Regions from separate parts of the Mus musculus genome. Here regions 1 and 3 are each linked to region 2. Evidence: chromatin contacts called from public HiChIP or PLAC-seq data. All regions are on one chromosome and are shown on one strand. The core of a region is the stretch at or near the end of the contact, and the rest is flanking DNA. Distances in the headings are between cores, read along the strand shown. Region 1 overlaps Akt3 (thymoma viral proto-oncogene 3). Region 2 has its middle 14 kb from the start of Zbtb18. Region 3 overlaps Sdccag8 (serologically defined colon cancer antigen 8).

What was found. HiChIP or PLAC-seq counts read pairs in DNA pulled down with a chosen protein or histone mark.
Region 1: a CTCF HiChIP or PLAC-seq map of pro-B cells shows a contact between it and region 2, with 6 times the contacts expected there. The contact joins two enhancer-like sites. A contact is called at or near these places in 10 of 39 promoter capture datasets (the 3T3-L1 cell line, 3T3-L1-derived adipocytes, the C10 cell line and 6 more), 1 of 15 datasets of contacts at CTCF or cohesin (pro-B cells) and 3 of 484 Hi-C or Micro-C datasets (cerebral cortex and nephron progenitors).
Region 3: a contact with region 2 is called in an H3K4me3 HiChIP or PLAC-seq map of the 230-238 cell line, with 5 times the contacts expected there. The contact joins two enhancer-like sites. A contact is called at or near these places in 5 of 39 promoter capture datasets (the 3T3-L1 cell line, hematopoietic stem and progenitor cells, hippocampal neurons and 2 more), 1 of 15 datasets of contacts at CTCF or cohesin (large pre-B cells) and 5 of 115 datasets of contacts at active chromatin or transcription factors (the 230-238 cell line, embryonic stem cells, forebrain and 1 more).

Annotation. Positions count from the first base shown.
Region 1 is chr1:177,140,919-177,145,297 of GRCm38.p6, forward strand. All of the region lies in intron 1 of Akt3 (thymoma viral proto-oncogene 3), which reads right to left. Among named protein-coding and RNA genes, the nearest start is that of Akt3, 110 kb to the right of the region's middle. Within about 2 kb of position 1,818, at least 4 of the 459 cell types and tissues checked have an H3K27ac peak or open chromatin away from gene starts, as enhancers often do. A contact at or near this core is called in pro-B cells, where this site is marked.
Region 2 is chr1:177,426,229-177,430,204 of GRCm38.p6, forward strand. No RefSeq gene overlaps it. Among named protein-coding and RNA genes, the nearest start is that of Zbtb18, 14 kb to the right of the region's middle. Within about 2 kb of position 2,238, at least 36 of the 459 cell types and tissues checked have an H3K27ac peak or open chromatin away from gene starts, as enhancers often do. A contact at or near this core is called in the 230-238 cell line and pro-B cells, where this site is marked.
Region 3 is chr1:176,969,453-176,973,706 of GRCm38.p6, forward strand. The region is part of intron 16 of Sdccag8 (serologically defined colon cancer antigen 8); the gene reads left to right. Among named protein-coding and RNA genes, the nearest start is that of Gm15423, 31 kb to the left of the region's middle. Within about 2 kb of position 2,004, at least 13 of the 459 cell types and tissues checked have an H3K27ac peak or open chromatin away from gene starts, as enhancers often do. A contact at or near this core is called in the 230-238 cell line, where this site is marked.

The DNA of each region.
Region 1 (4,379 bases), core at 568-3,067, 290 kb before region 2:
AAGAAATTAAAAAAAAAACAACCTATGCACCAAATACTGTAAAGCAGTGTTTCTCAACCTGTGGGTTGTGACCCTTGTGGGTGAGGATGAACAACCCTTTCACATGGATCTCTGAAGGCCATCAGAAAACACAGATATTTAAATTATGATTCATAACAGTAACAAAACTAGTTATGAAGTACCAATAAAAATAATTTTGTGGTTGGAGGCCACCACAATATGTGGAACTATAGTAAAGGCTGCATTACTTAGAATGTTAAGGCTACTGTTGTAAGATGTTAGAAGGGCAACTTTAACTTCTCTAAGGAAGTGCATTATCAGCATTTTATTTAAAATGTTCCATAATCGTTAACAATTACCACCTTACCTTTAAGCATTCTGGTATTTGTTTAATGATACCCAGCTTATTAAACCCTGAAACCTATGGTTTTCAGGCAACTTTACACCAAGAAATAATACATTTAATCATTCTTTTAAACAAAACAACATCCTAACGGTATTATAGTATCAAATCTAATTCAGAAAAATCAAGGGGGAGTGGAGAACACTCAATGCTGCACACAATCTCGCCAACAGAAAATAGCATCCTGGCAATTTAATGAAGAATAAACCATGAGATTAGTTTACATAGAAGAAGATATGTTGTGGAGAATTACTCAATCTGTACTAAGCTTCCTGCTGGGTTAAATGTGAGCTAAATTATTATTTTGCTTTCACTTACGCCCTTGTACATTGTGAAAGCAGAGCTGTCTTTTTCTACATTACTGCAAAAATTCTCCATTTCTACACCATACCTCATTTAAATATGAAGTCATTTACATACTATTTTAATAATGTGGAAATGCTAGAAGTACTGCAAATGCAGAGGAAAGCAGATCTCTGTGAGTTCAAGGCCAGCCTGGACTACATAATGAGTTCCAGGACAGCCAGGGCTACAAAAAGAGACCTTGCCTCAAAACAACACAATAAGAAAAAACTTCTGCAAAGAAACTGACTTATTTAAACATATAGTTTCATTAGAAAAAATTAACATCCATACTGTAACATTTTCTATTTTTAGCACCTCATACTCTCTGCATATTTAAATCTTACATATAATTTTAGGAAATAGCCTTAATAAAATCAAATATGGAAGCAATGTAAGCATAATGCAAACCTACTCACCATGTCTGTTCAACACCTAGAACAGATCAGGCAAAGGAAGAACTATTAATTGTATAAGTACACAACTTATCACTATCCCGCCACACTCATGGCATAAAAACTTAGAATATCTCAGAATAAAAAAAAAAAAAAAAAACCCTGAGATCACTCCCTTCCACCCCTTTGGTCTCTACTGTTTAAGTACTACACAACTGGAGAGCTTGCTAATCAGGAAGTCTGTGCTGGGCAAGGACAGGGTGCACTGTCAAACTAGTTTATCCTGCTGTCATTTCACCTCTGCTTTATAAAATTAGTGGGAAGTATAGCACTTTATCTTACCCCTTCACCTAAAGATCTCTCCAATGATCAACCTCTAGTGGTGTGGGACCCTGAAAAGGACATATCACTAAACTCAAGACATCTAATCATTTTAAGGGTAAATTCATGCCCTTCAAAATTCTTGCTTTCCTTAAACAATAATCTATTATGTCCATTGTGATCAGGTTACAAGAAAGCTTGACTTTGCTTAAAAATCCTCAGCTAAGCCCTGTCTGTATTTAGGTTTCACTCCAAGGGATCCCTTCACACAAACAAGGGATGAGCACTGCAGTCTCCTCACTGCACAGACAGCTAACAGGAAACTGAGCCACACAGAGGGAAGCCTGTAGAGGACATAGATGATGCTTGAACAGACAGCTACACAAATAACATCCTTTTATCTTCTTCCTCACAGTGGATGTGAATACAACTGTTCAGATTCAAGTGACAGTTATGCTACTTATTACACTAAGTATGGGAGTGACAAACTGGGCATATCACCCTTCATGCCTTAGTTCCCTCTTCTGTAAAATGGGGACAGCAGTAATAGAAAAATAGATTAATATTTATAATACACACAGAACATCTGCTCACAGTAAGAATTATAAAATTGTTTGCTGCCGGGTGGTGGTGGCACACGCCTTTAATCCCTGCACTTGGGAGGCAGAGGCAGGCTGATTTCTGTGTTCGAGGCCAGCCTGGTCTACAAAGTTCCATTACAGCCAGGACTACACAGAGAAACCCTGTCTCGAAAAACCAAAACACACACACACACACACACACACACACACACAAAAAAACCCACAAAAAAAAAACCAAAAACAGAAACAAAAATAAAATTGTTTGCTAATAAACTAAAATGGCTTATGGTATAAAAAAAGAAAACCAATGCAAAAAAACTTAGGAAAGGGAAGGATATGAAGATACATGATAGTCATGTCTTCAATTCTTTATAAAGGCAAATAAAAAAATTTAGGGATTAGGATGATAGTGATAAAGTTTTTGCCACAGAAACATGAAGACTTAGGTACAATTCCCAAAACCTTCACAAAAGCTGGGCAGGATGTACAAGCTGGTGTTCCAGTCCTTGGGAAGCAGAGACAAGTGATCCCTGGGGCTCACAGACCAGTCAACCTAGCTAATCATGTGAACTCCCAATGAGTTACCTAGACCTCAAAAATTAACATCATGGAGAGTGATGGACAAAGACCCCCTGACATCCACACATTCACACAACACGATATATGAAAAAAACTTCCATTTCATTATTTACTGTACTTGGTCCTGTTTTGATCTACCATCCTCACTAACAATGATTTTGAAAATTTAGAATACCCAAGATATAAGGTACAATTTGCTAAACGCATGAAACTCAAGAAGAACGAAGACCAAAGTGTGGACACTTTGCCCCTTCTTAGAATTGGGAAAAAACACCCATGGAAGGAGTTACAGAGACAAAATTTGGAGCTGTTTCAAAAGGATGAACCATCTAGAGACTGCCATATCCAGGGATCCATCCCATAATCAGCTTCCAAACGCTGACACCATTGCATACACTAGCAAGATTTTGCTGAAAGGACCCTGATACAGCTGTCTCTTGTGAGGCTATGCCAGTTCCTGGCAAACACAGAAGTGGATGCTCACAGTCAGCTATTGGATGGATCACAGGGCCCCCAATAGAGGAGCTAGAGAAAGTACCCAAGGAGCTGAAGGGGTCTGCAACCCTATAGGTGGAACAACATTATGAACTAACCAGTAACCCCGGAGCATGTGTCTCTAGCTGCATATGTATCAGAAGATGGCCTAGTCGGCCATCATTGGGAAGAGAGGCCCATTGGTCTTGCAAATTTTATATGCCTCAGTACAGGGGAATGCAAGGGCCAAGAAGTGGGAGTGGGTGGGTAGGGGAGTGGGGGGGGGCGGTATGGGGAACTTTCGGGATAGCATTTGAAATTTGAAATGTATATAAAGAAAATATCTAATAAAAAATAACAAAAAATTGCTGCCAATACTCTCATAGAAATCCTTTTTAAATTCAATATCGCAAGACCCTGAAAAGGCAATAAATTGGATATATTATTAAACATTTCATTTCTTTCTAATGTCATTAGAAAGTACAAAGGAAAGGCTGTACCTCATTCCTTTGACATTATTCCTTTCCTGTGCTTCCTCTGTTACAGGACAGTCTATTCCCACTCTGAATTCTGAAACACATTAAACTACCTGTCATACTTGGCTTTTAAAATTACTTGGAAAAAAGTACATTTCTAACTGCTGATATTATATATATATATGTGTGTGTGTGTGTGTGTGTGTGTGTGTGTGTTATTTTTATCTTATATTTATTTGATTAAAATTTTAAATATGTTTATAGTTTTGATTGAGAGAGAAATATGCTTCCATTTCAATGTATAATGTTATATATACAGATCCAAATGTAGGGATGCAAATTACTATAAATACAAATAATTTAAATACTTTAATAGCTATAGTTAAATACATAAAAAAGTAACACACACAAGTAAAATCACTTTGACTTTTCCAGGTGGGTGATTTTCTTATCCTATTTATATATATATTAATATAGCAATTTGTATTCGGTCAACTGTTAAATACTTTTTCAAGAGAGAACTGTGCTTAAATGTGGTCATCAAATTGAAATGCCCAGATATCTTTAACATGTTTAAAAAGAAAGAACAAATCAAAGAAATGCAATGAGAAATAAAACACCACTCAACTATTCAAATAGACTTATTCCCCTTCATAAATCAAGCTTGTAACATTGAATAAATACCAGGAAAGCCACTTCTCAATATTAAAAATGAATTTACTTACCTTGGCCCTCTGAGGGCAGTATTACATAACACAAAGTCAGAAATTTCAGGAAAGAGCAATTACATACCATTCTAATAAATATC
Region 2 (3,976 bases), core at 988-3,487:
TTGTGCACAATCGTGAGGACTTACGCTCGATTTCCAGGACCCATACAACCATCTGGCCATGGTGGCACGTGCCTGTAAATTGAGCACTGAGAGGTGACAGAGAAGGCTTTTTGGGGCTTGCTGCCCAGCTAGTCTAGCCAAATGGTGAGCTCTAGGTCAGTGAGATGGACAGCGTTCCTGAAGGTAGGTAAGGAAAGAAGGGTCCATTCAGGCTCTGGGTGGGAGGGCACTGCCCGTCGCTGTAGAGAATGCAGGACAGTGAGAGCTTGAGACAGCTGCTTGCACTGCATCTGTAGCAGAAGCAGAGAGCAACAAATCCTTAGAGTTAGCTTGCTTTCTTCTTTTCACCCAGTCCAGGACCTCAGCCAGGGAAATGCTGCTATCCATGGTGAGAGGCTCTTTCTGCCTCAGTTTCTCTAGTCTGGAAAATCCCTCACAGGCATGCCTAGAAACTTTCTCCTATATCCCATCTCGTTACAATCAATATAAACCATCCCAGGTGTGTACATCCCATCCTTGGGGTCCATTATATCAGCCCAAGCTCAACTCATTACACGTACATTTCAGACACTAGATAGCAACAAAATGAAAGACACCACAGGCATGTGGACTGTCTTTTAATGAGGACCAAAATGCTTCCACTCACACGCCCAGAGCTCACCATATGGGTATCTAGCTGCAAAGGAAGCTGGGAAACAGTTTATTTGAAGGCATCATGTACTTGAGTTTTATCACTAAGGAAGAAAGAGAACTGCTGGGAGAGTAATGACCAGGAAAAAAAAGAAATCACTCAAGTTAATCACTGAGAACGTACTCCTGCTCGGGAAAGTCGGCTTGTCCAAAGTGCAATTTTAGATATGCATCTGTATACATATACATATGGCCATTTTCTTGTTTATAATTAAAAATAAATAAGCAGGATGAGGGTGTAGCTCAGGGGCAGAGCTCTTGGTTTAGTGTGAACGAGGATCTCGAGATTCCATCCTCAGGACCATAAAAGAAATAAGATGGGATGCAGATGGTTACCATATCCATCCCATTCTTAGCCCATCATAATTCCTCTGTAGTCAGTGAATTAGGCATCCTCCGATGTGTGGTATCACTTACATGAATCCTACAGGAAAAGAAGAAGGAGTCCACTCTGCATTGCGGTCCTCGCTGTGCAGAGAGAAAATTACGTGCATATACAGGCATATAACAACAGGCTGCAATTGTCTCAATGACTGCAGCAGTGTTGAGATTGTTATACTGATCTGTGGATAGATAATCTCTTCTGAGCCCATTTATGTCTGTGAATGTGTTCATATGAACAAAAACTTGCTGGATTTTCCATCTCTGGGATGCCGACCACCAAACGGAACCATGGAGAAAGTATGGGAGAACAGACAAATCATAGACAACTCTCTTTAAATTAGTTAAAACGATAGACACCTTTATGTTTTCTTTCTGTGGACTGTAATTTACTGGTTGGTAGCATACACACTAGACTCACCCCCTCCCACGTCCTACAATGTTACTTATAATTTGTATCCCACTGCAGTAAGTTTTTAAATTGTATCTATTCTTAACACCATATATTCCCTAATGACACAGATCCTACTAAATATCTGGAGGCTTGAGTGTCCCCAGCGATCTGATGGTGGGGACATCCAAAACCTGGACTCTTATATCCCTACCAGATAGGATCTAAATTCCCACTGAAGGTGCATGCTGTTAGTGTCATGACTATTTTCAACAGAAACAGAAACTACGTGGGTGTACTGGTCCCTGGGGTGCTGTAAGGCAGCCAGCCGGATGTCAGATGCAGGTGGTCTGACCCAGAGACAGACTGCTTTCCTGTGGCCGCACATCATCCCATAACCCAGCAGAGGGATCATGCCAACCAGGCACAACCGCAGAATGCTCAGGGCACATCCCTCCCCAGGACAGCCTACTGTCTAGTTAGAAAAATAGCATAAGGATGGATATACAATGACCTGACTCTCAAATCCCCTCTCCGTAGGAGCACTGAGCATCAGCTGAAGTGGCCTGGGAGGTGTAGAATCAGTACTGGGCGCTTCATTTGGAACTGCTGACTTCCGTAGGTGGGACACTTTGCCTTGCTTTGCCTCAGGAAGACAGATGGGAACCTTCGAGGCAAAGGTGTTGGGGAGATTTTCCTCCATGCAAATTTTATCTTGCCACGGAATCAAACACCAGTCTGTTTCGGTATGCGCTCGCTCATTTCCTCCGCGCCACACGAGTCGTTTATTTGCAATCACGTTCGCATATTCTGGGCACTGCACATTGGTTCAGTTCACAAGGGGACGGAAACAGATAAAGATTTTGTTAATGGATCCCTTTGTGCATAAAAAGAACTCCCATCTCCCCTCCCACATGCTGTCCCGAATTCCCCTCTTCCTCCTCCAAGTCTTACTTTTTTCTCAGAATGTCTGTGTGTGCCGCATGGCAGTGATTTTCCCTTGGTAATTGCCTTCTTCAAGAAGAAACTTTACAACAGTGAACCCCCACAACACTGTCGTATAAACCAGGGCTGCTTCGAGGCAAAAAAAATCAAGTTGAAAATTATACATTGTGAGTTTTGACATTAAAAAAAGAAGAAGAAAGACTCCCTTCAACACGAGTAGAATTTTGACTGCTGTCCCCAAACATTTACATTTAAATGATAGCCTTCACCAGACCTGTGCGCACTTGATTTTACAGTATGGCGTTCAGAGGAGATAAATGGTGACTTTATTTCAGCATATTCATCTTACAAGTCTGCCTCATTCTGCTTTCTTTTCTTTTTCTTTCTTTCTTTCTTTCTTTTTTTTTTTTTACAAAAGTAGGGTGGAATTCTATGAAAATCTCCGTTGTGGAAACGGAAGAGCTCATGACTTGTCTTGGTAGGGGTCTGTGCCCTGAGATGGCAGTGGCCAGCTTGAGGTGAGAGAAGCATACCTTCTCAGAGTGTCCCCAACCCCAAGAAAGGATCGTGGTAGCAGTAGCTCTCTTTCCCTTGCAATAGCAACAACAAAATGATGCCACAGACAAAAACTGTCATGTCCCACCCACTCCATCTGTCCTTTGCTGTGCACCCACGGCTCCCTCATTCTACAAATTAATCTTTCACACATTTTTCAACAAAAAAAGTGTTAATGTTATAAAAGAAAAAAACAAGGAAAACAGAAAGGGCTGTGTAGAAAATAAATTAAATTTAAATTTGATGGCAGTTATGACTTTTTTTATTGACTATAGGAGCAAACAGTCACATCAAATTGGTGCCACTGGCATATAATTAAAACTACAGGGCACCCTTAATGATCTCTGACAATGATCGCGTGTGTGGTTTTTTTTAAATATAGCATGCACATTTTGTCCAATTTGGGTCTTTTTTCCTGTTGCTTTTGTCCTCTTTCTGAGTGGGTATTATTCATGAACCGAGTCTTTATTATCTATTTGGCCATCTGCATAGCATTGGCCATAGTCCCCTGTATTGTAATTTTGAGTGAAAATAAGGGCTATGGGAGATTGCAGCCCTAAAAATAATAATACTAGCAGTGAGAACTCAAATTTAAAAAAAAAAGAAAAAAGAAAAAAGAAAAGAAAGAAAAAAACCATGAAGGAAAAGACTCGGGATGGAGGTGAGGTTTAGAGGCACATGGCAAGGAGGTCAGAAACATGTAAACCATTTTGGGAATGGGATCTGGACGTTCACGCTGAGCAAAGCGACGTTACTCCCGTTGCTGAGAGGCCCTGCTGGATGGGATGCTTCCTCAGGCTCCAGTGTCGTTCAAAGAAAATAAAATCCTCTGTTTTCTCGAAAGATCCTCTTGTTTCAGAAGATCCTCCTGTTTCGAAAGTTTGTAGACCTCATAATGCAGTGGTGGCCCCAAATTCTAGCGCCGCCGTGCCCTTAAACTGATGATCACGATGTTACTTCTTGAATGCTCAGGTTTGCCCATACCGGGTCCCTTGTTTTTAGTTCAGTGAATGG
Region 3 (4,254 bases), core at 754-3,253, 460 kb before region 2:
TAAGACGTTTCGTATAAATATCTAACAGCAGCATTAAGTACCCTTGATTCACACTTAGTTTATGCAGTGCTAGGAATGGGATCCAACCCAGGGCTTCCTGTGTGCTAGACAAGCACACTACATCCGCAGCTCTTGATACATAGAATTTTAATCATCCATCTAGTTGTTAGGAAACTCTGGGTTCTTTGAGATTTATAGACTGAGATATGTAATATAGACTTCAGACTTTCTTTGTGTTGAAGTTATTTTACACAAGCCAGGCCAGCACTTAGAAGAGACTAGTCTTGGCTCTCACTGGAAATAGCTTATGGCCCCTAGAACTGCTGAACTTGGTATAGGGGGGAAAAAAAGCCTCAAATTCAGCTTTCTTCCACTATAGAACTGCATTTAAAACAGTTTACCATCAGGAGAAATCTTTAGTTTTTGGTTAAGACTCTTAAATTATATTCTATACATACATTTATATGCATGCCTATATTAATAAGGCCCATTTTCCTTGGCAAAAGAGGTGCTTTTCAAGTCTAAGATAATTAAGAGTTTAAATTTTCAATTCCTAAAACATTACAAATAGATGTAAATCCATGATGCTTGTGTTTGGGTTCTGAGTCGTGCTGTAAAGGAACCAGTTTGTCATATTCTACCCAGAGGTAATATTTACACCTACATCTACAGCATTGATGCTGAAAGTTTGTGGAAGTCATCTAGACGGCTGACAGTCTGAGGCAGATGTATGACCATAGCTGTGGCATCCGTGGCTATACCTTAATTGTAAAAGCCATGTGACCATCTGAGTATCAAAACGCTAATGTCTGCCTACACCCCTGATCCTCAGTATGTGACTTCATGGATACCAGATGAATGTCAAGGAGATAGGTCAGACAGTCAGTATGTGACAGAAGGCTGGGATGTGTCTGCAGCAGTTTCCTGAGGTGGTCTTCCCTCAGCTAATCAAGTGGGCTGCAGCATCCACGCATGTTGCGATGCCACAGGGCCTTCTATTCCTCCTCAGTCTTCAGGAGACACCCCTGCTCTTCATAGCTAACCTGTTCTGTATGCAGCAGGCAAGGGGACAGTGCTGGCTGCAGGTGCTCTTCTACAGATATGGCTCCTGCTTTTTGTTTCTTTCTTTGTTTGTTTGTTTGTTTTAAATAAATTCAAATTAGAATCTCCATTCACAGAACTTTCTAACATTAAATGTTAAAGGTAATTTAATCTTAGAGAAAAGCTCCCTCTCTTTTCAGACTGCAAGATCGATTCTTGAGACCACGTTGGTCTCCCTAATTTATGTAAATGTTTGGCTGTCTACCTCCACTTAGAGCTGTTAGAGTTTTTGCTGATTTGCTTGGCATGTCTCCAACCAAATAGTCCATTAACATTCCAATCCTTTCCCAATAATTGAGACAATCAATTTACATAAAACAAGGCACGATTATAATTTTATGTACAATTTAAATTCTATAGAAAATAATCAGTGCAATAAAGAGGGACACTTATTTTGATGCAAAGGGGTGTTTTTATAGTCAGTATTAAACAAATCTTTGATGTTTTCAGACTCCTCCCTGCATTCTCTTGAATGGAGTGCAGCTCTGTTGCAGATTCCAATGGAGGATCGAGTGAGGGCCGTGGTGCTGCCTGCGTGGTAAACTGTGACTTCTTCTCAGAGCCATTTATTTAATGCAGAGTATGGGCACAGAAGATGGTAGCATGTTTGCTACTTGCTCCGAGCTACTTCTTGTGAGACGGACAGGACAGTCAGCAACCGCGCGCTGAGCTTTGTTTGTCTTTCCCAGCCTTAGTGAACCGGACACAGTCATCTTCGCCTGCTGCCATGGACCAGGGCTTGTATGTTGAATTCTAAGAAAGAAGGTGAAGGGAATTTGAAAACTATGTGTAACACGGGGCAGCATCCCGTGTAGCATGCCTTTGTGTGGAAAGCCATTCCAGGGAAAGCCTCAGACCCCAGCCAGAAGCCTTGCAAAGCAGCCTGGCAAAGCTGCGGCTCTGCCTCAAGCTACTGTGGTTCTTCTCCCTTCTGAGTGCTTAAAGAGGCTGGTGTGTCAGTCAGCAAATCTAGAACACTGCAGAAATATTATTATGAAGAATGCAGTAAAAAATAATGACAAGATAGAAAACAAATCCTGTCAGAGAAGGGATATATTTGGCCTCCACTTGCTGTGTCTGTCTGTTTCCACGAATGGTCCAGAATAGAAACCGGATGTTTAAAATCGCCCTCTCTTCCTCTCGCATGCTCTCCCCCTCCTGTCTCCCTTCCTCTTCAGTATTAGTAGGCTTACTATTTTTATTATTTTTTATTTATATTCCTAGTTTTCAATATTTGCCATTTGTGTGGATAACACATTAATTTTTAATGAAATATTTTGAGACTCTTAGAATAGCTGAATTATAAAAGAAACTTGAAATGTATATAGACTCCAGGCAGCATATGAATTAATATCCCATGGGGTTAGTTTGCTTCTGCGTGAATGGCAAGTGGCGGTGCTGGAGGATGGTGGGAGGTTAGATGCAGGGCCGATGTTTGTGCAGAGTCCAGTTGGCAATGATGTCAGCATAGAATGCCTTTAAGGTGCTGCTTTAGTTGGTCACTAGTGAACGAGATGTTCACTTAATCTGCTCTTAATTTCCTTTCTACCTAAAAACCCATATTTTAACAAGCCTCACTGCTGGGCAAAGCAGTTCCTGTGAAACTTGTATGAAATGCTCTGTTGTTATCTGTCTGTCCAGATTATTGTAGGCAGGCCTTGTGAGGTGTTGCTTCACACTGAACCCGACCTAACTTCAGTTTGCTTCTTTTTGAGAACTAAAGACTTGATGGAGGTTTCTTTGGTAGCTTGTTCCCTCTGATCCATCAGGTCTCTGTCTTCTATGGCTCCTGGATTTGCATCGGAGCACTGTCCTTGCGAGTCCAGCCAGGGCTGTGGCTGTGGCTGTGGCTGTGGCTGTGGCTGTGTTTGGGATTCGTTTTAGAGTTTAAACTGAGACAAGTAGTTTCATTTTGTTGTTGTTGGGTTTTTGTTTTTGTTTTAATTCTTTCATTATTATTAAACAAAAGTTTTCGTATATCATTAGAGCCTTAAGATATAATAAAGTAGATTCCTTTTCATTCTCAAACAAGTATTTTATGTTGAAAACTTAAATTTCATTTTAATCATTTTATATAGGTGGCTAATTTTGTATTTTCTTCTTAATGAACATTTCTAAATTATTTTACTTTCCTCCACTTTACTTACTGTCAATAATTTTTATATTCTCCCCTAAATATTTTTTATCTACTCTGTGCCTCTCTTGTGCTCCTGTCTCCCACACTCACTCCTCAGCCCTGTTCTCAGTGTATGCACACCGTCCATGAGGAAACAGAGGCCTGCCAGGGAAGTCTGTTTTCTGACTTCTAGCCTAGTGTTCTCTGATGCCCTCACTCCCTCAGCTGTGAGCTCTGAGGGTGCAGCGGTGCTCTGGACTGGTGCAAATAAGCAAGAGAGAAGTACTGGGTGGGCAGGAGTCTGTGTAAAACACAGAGAGTCGAGACATGTTTCTCTGTACTTGGATAACCTGTTCTAAGCACAATGTTATTTGGGTTTTTTTTGTTTGTCTGTTTGTTTGTTTGCTTGCTTGTTTTTTTTTCAGATAGACCACACCCAAACTGCATCTTTGCTGGACTCAATTTTGATTTTCCTAAATAAACTGCAGTCACACAGACATTTGGTAAGCAGCATGTGTGGCATCTGCCATTTGGTGGCCCTCTCAATGCAGTCTTTTGTATTTATTTTGTGCACACCTTTCTTTGTGTGTGGGATATCCAGTTTTGTTGAATCTTTAAACCATTCCTCTTTGTTTTCATAGAATCAGTATTTTAGCAGTTATATTTCTGAGTTAAATAAGTATTTAATTATTTTAATAGAAGTAGCATCACCACACTTGGGAAGAAACAAAGCTGGTTTTGAGAATAGTATTACTGCTGAGAGCACCAGTGCCGGTCCATGCTTGACAGCAGTAGCCTTTTCCTGAGGAGTACAGGTGTGTGTGACACTCCTTTGAGAGGGATGGGAAGTGTTGGCTCATCTCATCATCAGAGGAAGTGGTGACCCATTTGGAGCACTTCTGCTGTAGTCGAAGTGAAAGCTTAAAACATAGTAAGACATTTGACTTCTCCACAAGCGCCTTTGTTTCTTTTTTGCCCCAGTACAGGGAAATGCCAGGGCCAGGAAGTGGGAGTGGTGGGTAGGGGAGCAGGGTGCG